Linked DNA regions of Triticum aestivum: region 2 is linked to region 1. Evidence: chromatin contacts called from public Hi-C data. All regions are on one chromosome and are shown on one strand. The core of a region is the stretch at or near the end of the contact, and the rest is flanking DNA. Distances in the headings are between cores, read along the strand shown. Region 1 holds the start of LOC123139809 (translation initiation factor IF-2). Region 2 holds the start of LOC123139823 (2-oxoglutarate-dependent dioxygenase 11).

Region 1 (6,867 bases), core at 4,069-6,568:
GAGGTTGAGATCAGGATTCTCTTATCATATTTCAAGTCCAGTATTTTAATGAGGTCAATATGATGTAGGCCATATCCTCAATTCCACACACATAAGAGCTGAATTATGTTTACTCTTCCTAAATTCACTATAACATATCCTAGTGCCTACACAATATAAAGAAACACCAGAAACAAGAGAAAGAGAAAATGTTATCTTAAGTAAGATCTACCCTCTTTGCACGTAACCCAGGTCCCAGAAGGCATATTTACATCCTATACTGAGCATTAAAATATGACATAAAAAATCACCACCAATGTCCAAACCATAGAACTTGATTTCTACCAAAGGTGTACACTCAATCAAAAGCAGTACAGGCACTAGAGCAATAATAAACATGGTACCTTTATGTTGGCTTGTGTTGCTCCTAGAGTAATCGCACTCGGTGGATCGCGAACGTTGAAACCAACTATGCATGCTCGGCATGCTTGTGCCAGATCAATGTCATGTTCACTTACTGGGCCGACGCCAACATGAATAACATTCACAAACACCTACAAAGAAGGTACCATAGGCATGACTGAATCTAACAGAAATATCGGCATACTGTAAATAGAACATATATCATACCAAACCACTGGAACAAACCTACGTATGATCTAAAATGCAGTGTCAGCGATCAGGAATTCAGCACTGCTTGAGTGCTTGTATAGTCAAGTTTGTGAGACTACAAAAATAAAAATAAGGCATCCAATGTGGTCAAGGAAATACCTGTGGGCTATTAAGACTTCTTAAGGCATCCGTAACTGCTTGAACACTGCCCTGTACATCAGCTTTGACAATTATGGGCATCTCAACTCTTTCAGGAGTCTCTTCTCCAATTTCTGCCTCCTCTGTCATGTTTTCATCAATCTTCCGAAGCCTATCTTTCTCCTGTTTCTTCTTCCGCCCTTGACTAAGCATTCTTGCCCTTTCCTCGGAGTCAACAACAACTACATCATCCCCAGCCATTGGGAGGCCCCTCAGCCCCTCAATCTCAACAGGCATGGCGGGTTTTGCGGACTCTGTTACTTTCCCTGCCGTGTCTCTAAGTGATCTAATTCTTCCCCACTCTGCACCCACAACAATGTATTGTCCACTAACTAATGTGCCGGACTTAACTATAGTTGTTGCAAGTGGTCCCCTGCCCCTGTCCACCCTTGCCTCCACCACAAAAGCTTGAGCAGGCCCATCTGTTCTGGCTTTCAGGTCCATTATCTCGGCCTGAAGGAGCAAAGCCTCTTCCAATTTATCCAAACCAAGTTTCGATAATGCAGAAATTTCAACAACCTGTACATCACCACCCATATCCTCCAAAAGCAATCCTTCAGAACCAAGCTGAATTCTGACCCTCTCAGGGTCAGCTCCAGATTTGTCACATTTGTTTATGGCGACTACAATTGGAACATTTGCTACTTTTGCATGCGACATAGCTTCAAGTGTTTGAGGCATCACACCATCATCTGCTGCAACCACAAGCACTACAATATCTGTGACAGCTGCACCTCTAGCCCGCATAGCACTAAATGCAGCATGCCCTGGTGTATCAAGAAATGTAAGAGAGGCTCCAGATTGCATCTCAACAACAAAGGCACCTATATGCTGAGTGATCCCACCAGCTTCTTTAGCAGCAACAGATGTTTGCCGCAGGGAATCCAGAAGCGATGTTTTACCATGATCAACATGACCCATAACTGTTACAACAGCAGGCCGTGGTTCAACTGTGCCTTCACCTGTGTGCATTCTTCTGATATTAACACCAAGTTCCTGTGCAAGAAGGATGAAAGATATTGATTAATATCATGAATCATAAGAAATAGAAGCTTTCCTAAAGCTGCATAAATATTTCACGATGACAAAGCTTAGGTGTAAACTGGGGACAATAGTACATATAATTAATGACAACATCAGCGTATGTAAAATTTGAACATGTAAGTTTGCTCCAACATAATATCACCAAAAAAAAGCAAAAATTCCATTTTTAGTGAATATATGGTCAGAAAGGAGAAAAAACCTGGGCACAAAACAAGCATAGAGAAAAGACGACAAACCAAGGCACAATGCACGACTACACTTGCTAAATGGAAGTCAACCAGTGAACACAAGTGGATCCACCCTTCTCATAATCGACAGCTTGAACTTGCTTAATGAGAGCACTAATAAAATAGCAGAATTTGAAGAAATAAAGAATAAGTACTGTTTAGCATCACCATATCACACCTTGCAACAAGATCATTTTGATAGATGAGGTCAAATGCAACATCCAGAGTGAATTTATAGCCATTGTCACCATGAGTTATAGTCTCATATGACATGATATACAACAAATAAAGTTATCCTGGTACAACTGGTTACTAATATGAATATGCTTCAGAGTAGCATACAGAAACGTAGAAGTCACAAAAGGAAGATTATAAATATAAATACATACCATACCCACTAGCTCAGCTAGATCGATGGTAATAGAGTCGAATTCTGATTCAACCCTTTCGCCAAGATCTGCAAGTATGCTTTGAAGCGCATTGATGGTTGCACCAGATCGTTTAGATAGGTCACGCAATGTCATCCCATCAAAAATTTCAACAATTTTATCTGGCGCTGGTTTGGTCAGCTTTGGTTTTGGTGCTACATATGGCGCTTCTACAGGAGGTTGACTCCTAGTTTCCTTTCTCACTCGCTTCTCCCTTTTCGGTGCTTTTAGCCCAACAACATCCTCCTTTTTCTGGTGCCATGCCAACATATACACACCTGCATGAAAATTCCTATAAAGAAGACAGTATTGTCACCTAATATATAAATCCTAAAATCTGCATCAAATAACAATGTACTGATAGTAGCATACCTACAACAAGACCTACATTTAATGACTAAAAAATCTGAACAGTCGTTCCAGAAGATGAGATAAACAAAGATACAGTAGAATTAGAGTATGGTAAAAGAACCTAGTGAATGCCTTTCCCAAGCAAGGTCAGATAAGATAAGAGGTAAATACATGACTCCATGCAGAAGTTGCAAGATCATTTAGTGGGGTGCAGGAAATTAACATGGTGTCAAGCTTGGCTTTTCCAAAGAAATATGATGCAGATTCCTTGTGAGATAACACTCAAATTCAATTTGATGCACTGAGTGTGTGCCATAGTTTGTTGAATATGTCGATGTGACAAGAGTAGTGATGCCACCTGAATAATAGGAGAGCAGATTGACATACCTGATAGTGGACTGTTTAAAGACCGTACAGTTAGCAGCACCTTGGAGTCCATTGCCGTGGACAAACTCTGCAATTGAGAATTAAATACTGATCAAATCAGTAAAACATAGACTTATGAGGTATCCAATAAGGAAGAAAGTACTTGCTCTTAGGAAAGTGACCAAAAAGGACTTCATGAAGATTCGCTATGCTAAGCTAGAGTCTGAGTCCATTAAGTTCATCGTGTAACATATGAAATACTCTTCTCTAACCAATAGAAATCATAAACCAAGAACCGCGTATAGCCCTGCAACAGGTGAGCGGTGGCGTTAGCGTGAAGGTTCAAATCCTATGGTGTGGATTTAGCCTCATCTGTCATTTCCCGGATGGAATAAAGCTGAGCGTATCGCTGCTTCTTAAGATATGCTGAGGGGGTTCTTCCTGCATTGTAATCTATTCATTTTTAAATAATAACATAGGCGGTACAGACACTATGGGCCCACTTGGAATGCACAACTTGAATACACAGGAATAGGAACAACATGGACAAGATATAGGATCTAAAAAATTAGAAAAATAATATAGAAGGGTGAAAGGAAAAGGAGAAGAAACTGGGGTGTGTACTCCCTCCGTTTCTTTTTAGTCTGCACGTAAAATTTGTCTGGAAGTCAAACTTCGTAAAGTTTGACCATCTTTATAGGAAGAAATATTAACATTCACAATATGGAATAAAAATCATTAGATGCATCATAAAATTAATTTTCATACTATACATAACCATAGTATTGTAGATGTTCATATTTTTTATTATAAATTTGATCAAACTTTGTGTGGTTTGACTTCAAACAAATCTTATATGCAAAGTAAGAAAGAAATGGAGGAGGGAGTACGATTAAAGTGCAATTTGAGTGGACATTCTACAGATTTCATTTTCCATTGGCCATTGTGGATTCACAGTTCTTCGTTATTGATGCATAAATTCATTTACATCTTCATCTCACTCACATGGAAAAGCAGCATCAGTGCGGGGGGGGGGGGGGGGGGGGGGACACCCTTTAGTATATAGACCTACCACATTCTCAGTTTACATTGATCTACACTACCATATAGCACTCATTGGCCAAAGGCATAGGACCTCCAGGTTGAACCGTTCATGCAAGGCGAGGACAAAATCCCAAGCGAGGTGCTACACATATGTGCCCTTCCCATGCAGGACAGTACTTGTAACAAACTTTGGAGCGGGATGGTATAGAGGGAACAAAGCAACATCACAAACTCATAACTATAGAGATGATACTGTGGCAGAGGTGGAGGTGACTTTCCGAGAAATAACAGCAGCGGTGAAGAATTATCTATATCGAAGCCATGATAAGATAACTTAGCACGCAAACAGTGCCCGTACTAGCAATGCTTGCTAGAGGCTAGGGCAGGGATTTACTTGGCAAAACAATGGTTGGACAATTAACGAGTTAAAATGAATCTATGCAATTGCAGTACGATATTAATGGAACTTACGTGGTAGCTTTCCCAATGTTCCAGTGGCGAAATGCTTCGTTCCACCATGATCCAAGCGAAGGGCCAGATTCACAAGGCCTGTGTGGACATCCTGCAAATTATGTCTCCAATTGTTAGTCCCGTGCTGCGGGGGATCCAGCCGTATTTGTTCGTGCCAGAAAATCGTGTATGTTTAACAGCGCGCTCTAGGAACAGGAAATGCAACAGATTTCAGAGAAGGAAGAGGAGCCGTACCTTTCTTCGCAGCATCCGCCAGGCCATCATCGTGCCCTGGGCAAGAGAGGCGCGGCGTCCGGTGGAGGAATGGCAGAGGAGGGGCGCCGCGGGTGACAGAGGAGCGGTGACGGCGCGTGACCTAGCGCGGTAGCGCCGCCGGCGGGGTGGGGACCAGGAAGCGCGATGCGGGGAGGATTGGGGTCAGGGTACCCGGCGGCGGGGCCAGGGAGGAACGGTCGCGGGAGCGGCGGGACGAAGGGGACGAGGAGGCGGGATGACGCGGCGGAGGCGGACCGGCGGCGGAGGGGCGCGGAGGTGGAGAATTTTCCCAGAGGAGCGACTAGGTCCGGCTCCTTCCTATCGACCCGTCGGACCAGCCACCCCGCCGTTGGATTGGGTTAGAGCAGTCTGGTCCGTCGAGATCAGCCGGTAGAACGTGCCCCTGTCCTGTCAAGTGGCTCCACCGTGAATCTGCAGCAGCAGCTAACTGCTACCACAAAATCACATATTTTTTCAGCTATGTAGATTTGTTTAACTTCATCACTATAATCGTCCACAAACACTTCAAATGTTTCCGCAAAAAAAAAAACACTTCAAATGTTGTGACTAATCACACCCTGATAAATTCATCTTCACATATCAAATATCTTCTAACTAAATCCAAAATAACTCCAAACTCAATTCAAAATTCCCCCTAACTAAATCCAAAATATGTCCTATCACGGCAAACCAGCACCGGTACAAGTGTCATGCCGCCTCCTAAGTGGGTACATGGATACGCTTTTGAGCATCTAGCAACATCCAACTGCTGACCTGGAGAAGGAAAAGACGGTGGTTGTCTATTGTTCAAATGCTGTAAAACAGAAGTCACATGGAACGATGCACCCAAAAACACCTGTGCGATGGATACCATCGCCGTTGGGACCAGTGAAATTGTACACTGATGGGCTGTGGATGGAGGATGATGGCACTGGAGGAGCCGGTATGATCCTTAGAGACCACATAGGGGCCATTGCTTTATCATCCCGTCGATTCATTCCGCGGTGTGCAAGTGCACTTGAAGCTGAAATGGTAGCTCTTATGGAGGGGGTATCACTAGCGTCGGATAGAAGTACAGACCGGCTGGTGGTTGAGACGGATTGTATGATGGGTGCACGCATGATTAATGCCCAAGAGCCAGATAGATCCCCAGTGGCTGCTATGGTGAATGACATTAAATACATGCTTAGCACTAGATCACATGAAACAGTGACTACAGGTCGTGATCAGAATAGAGCAAGTCATGCCCTAACCCGAATGGGAAGATCTCTTCCTAAAACGGCAGTCTGGTTGTGTTGTGCGCCAGAGGAAGTTGATGTTATTTGTCAACTCAATTGTAATAACTCGGTTTAAGTAATGGCAGTTTTCCTTTCGCAAACAAAAAATCCAAAATATGTCCTAACAAAATCCAAATTACATTTCCTTTGAATCCAAATCTGGTGACAACTTTCTCATATCACATAATCCTAACTAAATCTGAATTACACTCTCTTTCAATCGAAATCTGTTGACAACTTTCTCATATCACACATATCCTAAACCCTAACCAAATCTGACACTATCAGTATTATGCACAAAGGAGAATTCAAGAGGAGAGATAGCTAGTCACTTACATGTCAGAGGTCGACGCGAAGATCCGACGTGATAGGGTTGATGGACGGCGATGAGGATGATCTGTCGTCGCGTCAGCGATGGGGGGATTAGGCGGTGATGCGGAAGATCTGGTGCCGCATAACCAAAGGGGGATCACGTAAGAGGGAGGGGATAATAGGGTGTGAGAGGGGGAGAAGGAGGAGGAGGGAGTGCGACGGCGAGTGTGCGCGGCGGCGAGGTGTTCACCAAAGACTAGGGCTCATATGGAGATGAGGCCAACTCCACCGCGCGACCCTATC
Region 2 (7,890 bases), core at 1,050-3,549, 180 kb after region 1:
TGGCGTGAAACAATCAAAAATTATAGATACGACGGAGACGTATCACTTCCAGGGCATGGTGACCAGACCGTAGCCTCCGATCACATAGGATCAACAGATTCCTCACTCCCTACCAACGAGGCACCATGGGTCAACCACGTATCATCACCCCAAGAAGAGCAGTCCATAGGGGCCGATGATAGCAGGAAAAACCTGAGGAGAAGGCGACATTGCTTCATCAAGCATAGGATCATTATGCCACGGATTGATGCCCACCGGCCTAGCTGAGAGCATTACGGTAAGGAGATCCCGCTCGATAGGATCGTGAGGGAAGATGCAACCATCCACACGACGAGCCAAGCAATCTTCAAGGGGCGGCGCCAAGAGAGCCTCAACGTACGAACGCTGCCTAGTAGCATGGCTGGCCGACACATCACGGCGAACCCCAACACTGAACCGAGGACCGGAGGAAGGCACTGACGAGGAAAGCTTTAACGGAGGGCCAAGGTATATTTATGGGAGAAATACTTCTTGAGTATGCATATTGGTTGAATCACTTCCCATCGCCACTCATTTGGCCGTCTTCATCTCATCTTGTAACTTCATGAGGTTAAGTTCTAACTACTTCATGACCTATGTTGTACTGGACTTTGTGTGCAGCTGTTTTGGAGACGGTTGCTAGGGCTTTGTCCGGGCGATTTGGCTGGCGACATGGTACAAAATTTTGTGATGCAAAGTGCGCCACATAATCGCTACTCAAACGATTATAACCACACTAGTTAAGCAATGAATATCTTTTTTCTTGCAAAAAAAAGTGTGCCGCATAATCGCTATTGGCAATGCCTTTTGTTGGACCTTCTTTTCTTTCTAGTTTGTCTATAAAGCTTAATAAATCATTTTTGCTATCCGTTTACTTCTAACATGAACACTGGCGTTATTATGTACAGGAAAACCCACCATTTGTCTTTCTCCATACTGGCTTTCACCTCGCTTTATAAGTAAATAAAGTTTAGAAAGCACAAGCAAGATGAATGGCTAAAGGATACAAGGTAATGAGGAAACCGTCGTACAAAGCAGATCCTAGGATAACCGGATAACAAACGCACGTGACTACATGAATGACAGATATCAAATGAAGGCCTAAACACAACGCCACTACACGCCCTAGGACACCTAAACTCTACAACAACGCCCTAAAGCAGGGGAAAGACGCAAAGTGTCACTGGTGCCGAACCCGAAACGGACAAGCGTCTTCACCTGGAACCTGGTACAAAGAGAAGAACCCCAACAACATCCTCAAAAAGAAAGTGACACCTGCGCGGAGCTTTCTTTCGGTAGCTCATCCGTGACATCACGAAGCATTCAGGACAACTGCCACGACCATAAGTTTTCATATCCGGATCTGAGCGTCGTCATTGTCAAACTAATAGAGACTGAGAGACAATGAGCTATGTTGTATTGGACTCTATGTGCAGCCGTGTTGGAGACGGTTGCTAGGGCTTTGTCCAGTCGGTTTGGCTGGCGACATGGTAATAAAATTTGTGATGCACAGGTGTGCCACTGCCACGTAATCGCTATTGTCAATGCCTTTTGTCGGTGAATCTTTTTGCTCTAGTTTGTCTATAAAGCTTAATAAATCATTTTTGTAGTCCATTTACATCTAACATGAACACTTGTATTATTATGTAAAGGAAAACCCACCATTTGTCTATCACGATGCTTTGGCCTTGATTTGTAAATAAAGTTTATAAAGCACAAGTAATATGAATGGCTAAATGGTACAAGATAGTGAGAAAACCCTCTTACAAAGCAGATACTAGGATTCCAAATAACAAACGCACGTGACTACGTTAACGGTAGATATCGAATGAAAGCATGAACACAACGCCACGACACGCTCTAGGACACCTAAGTTGTACAACAACGCCCTCAAGAGGGGGAACGGCGCAGAGTGTAGCTGCTGCCGAGCTCGAAACGGACAAGCACCTCTCACCCGGAACCTGGTACAAAGAGAAGAACTCCAACGACATCCTCAAAAAGAAAGTGACACACACGTGGCTCTTTCGTTCAGTAGCTCATCCGTGGCATCATGAAGCATCCGGGACAACCGCGGTTGCCACAAGTTTTCAGATCCGGATCTGAGCATAGTCACTGTCAAACAACAACAACAACAACAACAACAACAACAACAACAGAGATCGTGTCCACCATCACAATTGTCATGACTCAAAATAATGTGAATTCGTTACCACAAGATGGCCCGACCGATGTGTCACTATACCTACCCACCCAAAACAACATTATTGAGATGCACATGCCCACCATCGAACCATCGACCGACTCAGCACATACCTAAACGCAGCAGAGAAGGACCGGGGCGACTCAGCATTTATTCCTGGGAGAAGGAGGAGGAGGACGTACACGCACGGGAGGATCGATGGAGATCGACGCCGACCTCGTCGTCACCAGGGCCGAGATCACGGACGCCGCGGCGGCCACGTTCGCGGACTCAACAGTGATCCCCGACAGGTACGCCCGGCCGGACGAGGTCGGGGACGGGGTCGTGGTGGGCGACGAGGAGAGCCACGAGCTGCCGCTCGTAGACATGGCGAGGCTGCTCGACTCGGAGTCCTCTGAGGCGGAGGCGGCCAAGCTTGGCTCTGCATGTCGAGACTGGGGCTTCTTCCAGGTTAGACATCCTTCATCCTTTTTCGCATAGAGGGAGCATTCGCATTATCCTTTTTTTGGTATCAAATCTACACATTCTTCCGTTTGCAGCTAACAAACCATGGACTCGACGAATCAGCTGTACAAGACATGAAGAATAACGCTGTGCAGTTCTTCCGCTTGCCACTGGAGAAGAAGAACGCCGTGGCCATCGAGGCCGGCCGTTTGGAAGGGTTTGGGCACCACTTCGCCGGAGCATCCTGCGACAAACTGGACTGGGCAGAGAGCCTGATACTCGCGACGCAAGAGAACGAGCAGACGAACATGGAGCTCTGGCCCGCCGATCCGCCAACATTTAGGTCTTCCTGATACACTACGGTTACAAAATACTCCCTCGTAGGAAGGCATATAACTTTGGTCCAAAGTCAAATAGTGCATTATTTGACTTCAGCCAAAATTTATAGGCCTTCTTTCAAGCAGGGAGGGAGCACATGCTTATTACTCTGTTTGCTTCATCTCATTCACCTGCTTATAACACCAGGGATGCACTTGAGAAGTACTCGCTCGAGATGTCTAGTCTCGCGAGGCGCCTCCTGAGGTTCATGGCGAGCGACATCGGAGTGGAGCGGGAGGCGCTCGACGGGGCCTTCCGGGGCAAGAGGCAGACCGTGGCCATGCACCACTACCCTCCATGCCGGCACCCGGACAAGGTGATAGGCATCACGCCGCACCATGACGGCCTCGGCCTGGCCCTCCTGCTGCACGTGGACGACACCCCGGGCCTGCAGGTGAGGAGGGGCGGCAGGTGGTTCCCGCTGGATCCGCTGCCGGGCGCCCTCGTCGTCAACGTCGGCGACATCCTCCAGGTGCTCACCAACGGCAAGTACAGGAGCGCCGAGCATAGGGTGTTGGTGGACGCCGAGAGAGGCCGGACGACCGTGGTGATGTTCCAGGGCGCGTCCGTCGCCGGGACGGTGAGGCCGCTCCCGGGGCTCGGCGAGGCCAGGTACAGGGCGATCGAGTATGGTGAGTATGTCAAGGGGAATTTCAGGGCGCTCGTTGAAGGGACCAGGTTCGTGGATAGTCTCCAGACCGATGTAGCGCAGGATGAGAAGGAAATCTAAAATCGGTCTTGCTAATGGGTATTTCTGTTGGCTTTGTTTTAGGTGTGGGTTGTGATTGTGTGTTCTTGCTGTGTGTGTGTGTGCTCGCGTGTGTGTGGGTTGTGTTGTGTGTTCTTGCTCTGTGTGTGCGCTTATGTAGGAGTATATATATCTCCGTATGGAATAAATGAGGTAGTTATACATCAACGACATGAGATGCAATTCCATTTTAAGATGAGAGATGTTAATTTCCCAAGCTAGTGGTTTGATTTGTTCGAACTCTAGTCTAGGTATAATATGGATTTATACACGCGAGTTTTATGTTGTCCGTTTACAAAATTATATCGTTGTCTGAAATTTCAACTACTATATGTTTATTTTGACTATTCAACAAGCAACAAATTAAACCGCACGCAAAGGTCATGTCCCTGACGCGGCTCAGGCGGGCACCCCATCGTTCGCCACCTCAGCCCCCTCCCCACCCCCTGCCACCGTCGTCGTCAGCAAACGATGCCAGAAAAAGCCCGAGGTACGGCTGGTGGCAGCAAAACCTACTCCTTTCGTGTGCAGCAACCATCCCTCGCCACGACCCCCAGGTTTACCCGGTGCTAGACGCCCTACACCTGCGCTACCCTCCACCGAGGCCTCGTCCTCGTCCTTCACCGCCACCTCGTGCCTCCCTCGGTTGCGTGTGCCGGCCCTCAGCCTCCTGCGCTCGCGCTTCCCCTCGCCCCATGGTCGATCTCCGTCACGTCAGAGCGCCCACGCGGCGACTCGCGCTTCCCCTCGCCCCATGGTCGATCTCCGTCACGTCAGAGCGCCCACGTGCGCCGCGCATGGGCTGTCAGGTCTTGTCCTCATTTTTCTCATCATCATTTACACTTGTTCTTGTACGGTTTGGAAGGTACATGAAACTTTATTGAAATTGTTGGATCATCATTTTTCCTTAGATTTGTTTCTTCATTTCCTTTCCTCCAAAAAAAGAGCACCGCAGGACGGCGAAAACGTAAAAAAAAAGGAACGACAGGCGGGACAGGCGGGAATACTTACCACTATACTACAACGACTTGCTTGTGTTATAATCGAATGGGAAGTATAACATCTACCGTAGTAGCTAGTTGCTTCAAGCCTGACCAAGCAGCTAGGCACGCTCGCTCTGTTCTTGCCTTCTATATTCCGCCACATACAGAGTATCCCTATCTATTTTTTCACCACTGCAAAAAAAAAGGTCCCCTTTGTTCTTTTTCATGCGTCGCAGAAGCACTAGCAGCACCGCAGTCCACGTGATATGTGGCTTCTCCGTCATGAACTCCCCCACTGGAAGCTATCTTTCTCGCACGCCAGGGACCAGTGCGAGGCTTCTCCATAATCAACTCCCCGACTGCACTGCACACATCTTTCTCGTACGACAGGGACCAGTGCTCCACCTCCACCACCGTCATGACCCTACTCTCATGAAGGCGGGGGCGAGCACCACGAGTTGTCGGAGCTATGGACGTCCACGCAGCGCAGAGTTATGCCAGACTCGATTTTGGGATGTGGAGGAGAAGGCCGGAGTTGGCCTAGAGATGCCATGCGCACCGCCACAGTCCAGGCGCATAATGTAAGCTTCCAAGGTAGAGGGGCACTTTCTAAACATCTGATTAGCTGGTAGTAGTACCTTGGTCCTTGGGAGTATTTTGGTTCACTTACAACACACCCTCACCCAATCTGCCTTAGTTGAGAGTTGAGACAAAGCAATGTTAATCCAAGTGTGCTAGAAATTTGCTTATATTTGGCCTCCACATCTTCTTCCTTTCCTTCATCCTTTCCATGTTGGAATGGAACCCACAAATGATCCTCAAACTCAAAGCATTGCCAAGCCTAATAGCAGGCTGCTCCGAGTTTTCATCAATTGTAGTTTTATTGCGTAACATAGAAATGTCCTTACTATTAAGGTGAGCGTATTTTCGTTTTGATGGCAGACTCCCTAGACCACTACGGATCTCCAGAACTGATGGAAAATGGCAAAAGATGAGACTGAAACACCAAAGACAATTCGCTCATAGACAAGCTGAAAGATGCAGCCATATATACAAGACTAGGAAGATTTAACATACAAATAAGTAAACGCAACCGTAACCAGGCATATATACAAATCGAGCGTCTAGGAAAGGCTGGCTGGGTAGTCATACACCGAAACATGACAGCCGAGCTGAAATCATCGGTATGAGCTACGGTAGTGACTGACTACTCAGAAGCTATAAATGCAGATGTAACCAGATATACAGATGAACGGACGGTGGTTGTACGTTAAATCATGAACACACATTCCACTACTCAGCATGCCTCTTGGCCATCGTCTTCTTGAGGCCTTTTAGGATCTTGGAGAACCAAAGCACATTCATCACGAAGATTATGCAAGGCGCAATAAGTACCAGAAAATAGCCGAAGGTGTTCATCTTCTTAATCTGTCATCGATGAACAAGTATAAATCAGAATTATGTGTGCGGTAGCTGTGGTGTATAGTGAACTCGGATGAACCGTAGTGTACCTGATCATAATGTACAAACATGTGATAGAACAAGTACATGAACAGAATTATCCTTGCAACCTGCATGAAGGGATTTGTTTCGAGATTAGGAACCAATTGGTTGTAATAAAAATACATCATATTTGTTTTTTAGACCATATGCATCATAATACTGATTTAGCAAACAGATTTGAGTAAATCTGAGTATTTCCATCAGTGGTCACGTTATGGCTGTAAATTTGATAATTTTATTTCAAGTACCCCAGGAGTTACAAAGGCCACGTTTGTCCTTAAAACAATCCAATACCTAAATGACCTATCAAGACTTATGTGATGTATGCAAGCAATTTGAAAGGTGAAATTCAGAAGATCCAATGGATAAGTATCCCCTTTGTGGTGTGCAACAGCAAATTCCAGTTTCTAGTGTAGGACAAACAGACTTATCACTTATGTATCAGTAATATATCCTCGAAGCAAGCCACTTGTCAGATTCAAAGCAGTCAACAGTCAACACAACTACACCGATTTGAAGGCTAGGACACGTTGTGAATCAGAAAATTGTAGGACTACTGCAGTCAATAATCTTGGATGTGGTTATACAAGTTCAATGTTTTTCTAAACATGTATACGCTGTGTCATTTTATAAGTGAATAGTGTCTTGTGCTTACCAGCCAAGCAAGAACCATTGCAAATTAGTGTCGATTATAAGCAGATAGTGGCTTGTGCTTACCAGCCAAGTAACAACCATTGCAACTCCGTTAACAAGGTAAGCTTTGGAGTTCTTCATTCCAGCAACATCAAGGAACCTTGATGAGACCAAGGGACATAATATCAGTTTAGGCAGATTGAAGTATGGCAATATATAAACAACAATTGTGAACTTGTTCATATATACAAGTTACCATCTTAGATTGATTCCTGGCGTTGTAGTCTCAGTGATGAGACCCATGTATATGTATACATGCGCTTCCCCAGAAAGCATAGCGTACATAGTAGACATAAGTGACAGCATGTGGTGGATAACCTAAAAGTAACAATAAAGACAGAAAGGCAGTTCAGAAACTCGTCGAATGACAGTAGCCGGCAAAGGTTAGTCAGTTAGAACGCGGAACATGAGGAGAAGGGTAAGGCATGACAAAAGTACATTTACTTACATACTCCATTCCACCAAGGGCAGGGTAAAGCCAATATATCATGGCAATGTCTGTAATGAAATACCCAATAGAGACCTGGCAAACATGAGATTCAGCTCAGAACGAGGCAGGAAAGATAGAGATGTTAAACAAGAAGTTTTTGGTGCATTTTCTCGAGAAAATAAAATGAAGTAATAGCATAATACACATACCCCTAATGTAAAACTGGAGAGGCTTGAACTCCTAACTGTTACTGGTCCGTCCAGCTGGTCAGAAAACATGCCCGAGAAGAACACTAGGTATATTGACATAACTGTAATGAATATTGCATGGACAGTGGACATGCCCCTGGTAGAAGATAAAATGTCATAAATATTATGTATACCAAAGGAGGGAGTTGGATACTAAGTTGTAAAATTAATCTCACCTGTTGTTCCATTCGATCTTCTGCATATTGTTAAGAGAAGCATAACCTTTGAAGTTAAATGAACTGATA

Evidence for each region. A called contact is a pair of places that touch in the nucleus more often than the background predicts.
Region 2: a Hi-C map of leaf shows a contact between it and region 1, with 2.1 times the contacts expected there. The contact joins the promoter of LOC123139823 here to the promoter of LOC123139809 in region 1. A contact is called at or near these places in 2 of 5 Hi-C or Micro-C datasets (both in leaf).

Annotation. Positions count from the first base shown.
Region 1 is chr1B:580,185,013-580,191,879 of IWGSC CS RefSeq v2.1, forward strand. LOC123139809 (translation initiation factor IF-2) reads right to left here and starts at 5,319. Exons shown (of 7, transcript XM_044559512.1): 1 at 4,955-5,319; 2 at 4,721-4,811; 3 at 3,227-3,293; 4 at 2,450-2,766; 5 at 751-1,785; 6 at 384-533. The coding sequence starts at 4,768.
Region 2 is chr1B:580,368,881-580,376,770 of IWGSC CS RefSeq v2.1, forward strand. It overlaps LOC123139823 (2-oxoglutarate-dependent dioxygenase 11), which reads left to right and starts at 2,300. Exons shown (of 3, transcript XM_044559525.1): 1 at 2,300-2,668; 2 at 2,758-3,005; 3 at 3,188-4,135. The coding sequence starts at 2,417. The coding sequence ends at 3,770. LOC123139827 (TLC domain-containing protein 4) reads right to left here. Exons shown (of 9, transcript XM_044559532.1): 3 at 7,822-7,890; 4 at 7,607-7,742; 5 at 7,416-7,490; 6 at 7,164-7,285; 7 at 6,992-7,067; 8 at 6,283-6,342; 9 at 5,770-6,199. The coding sequence ends at 6,065.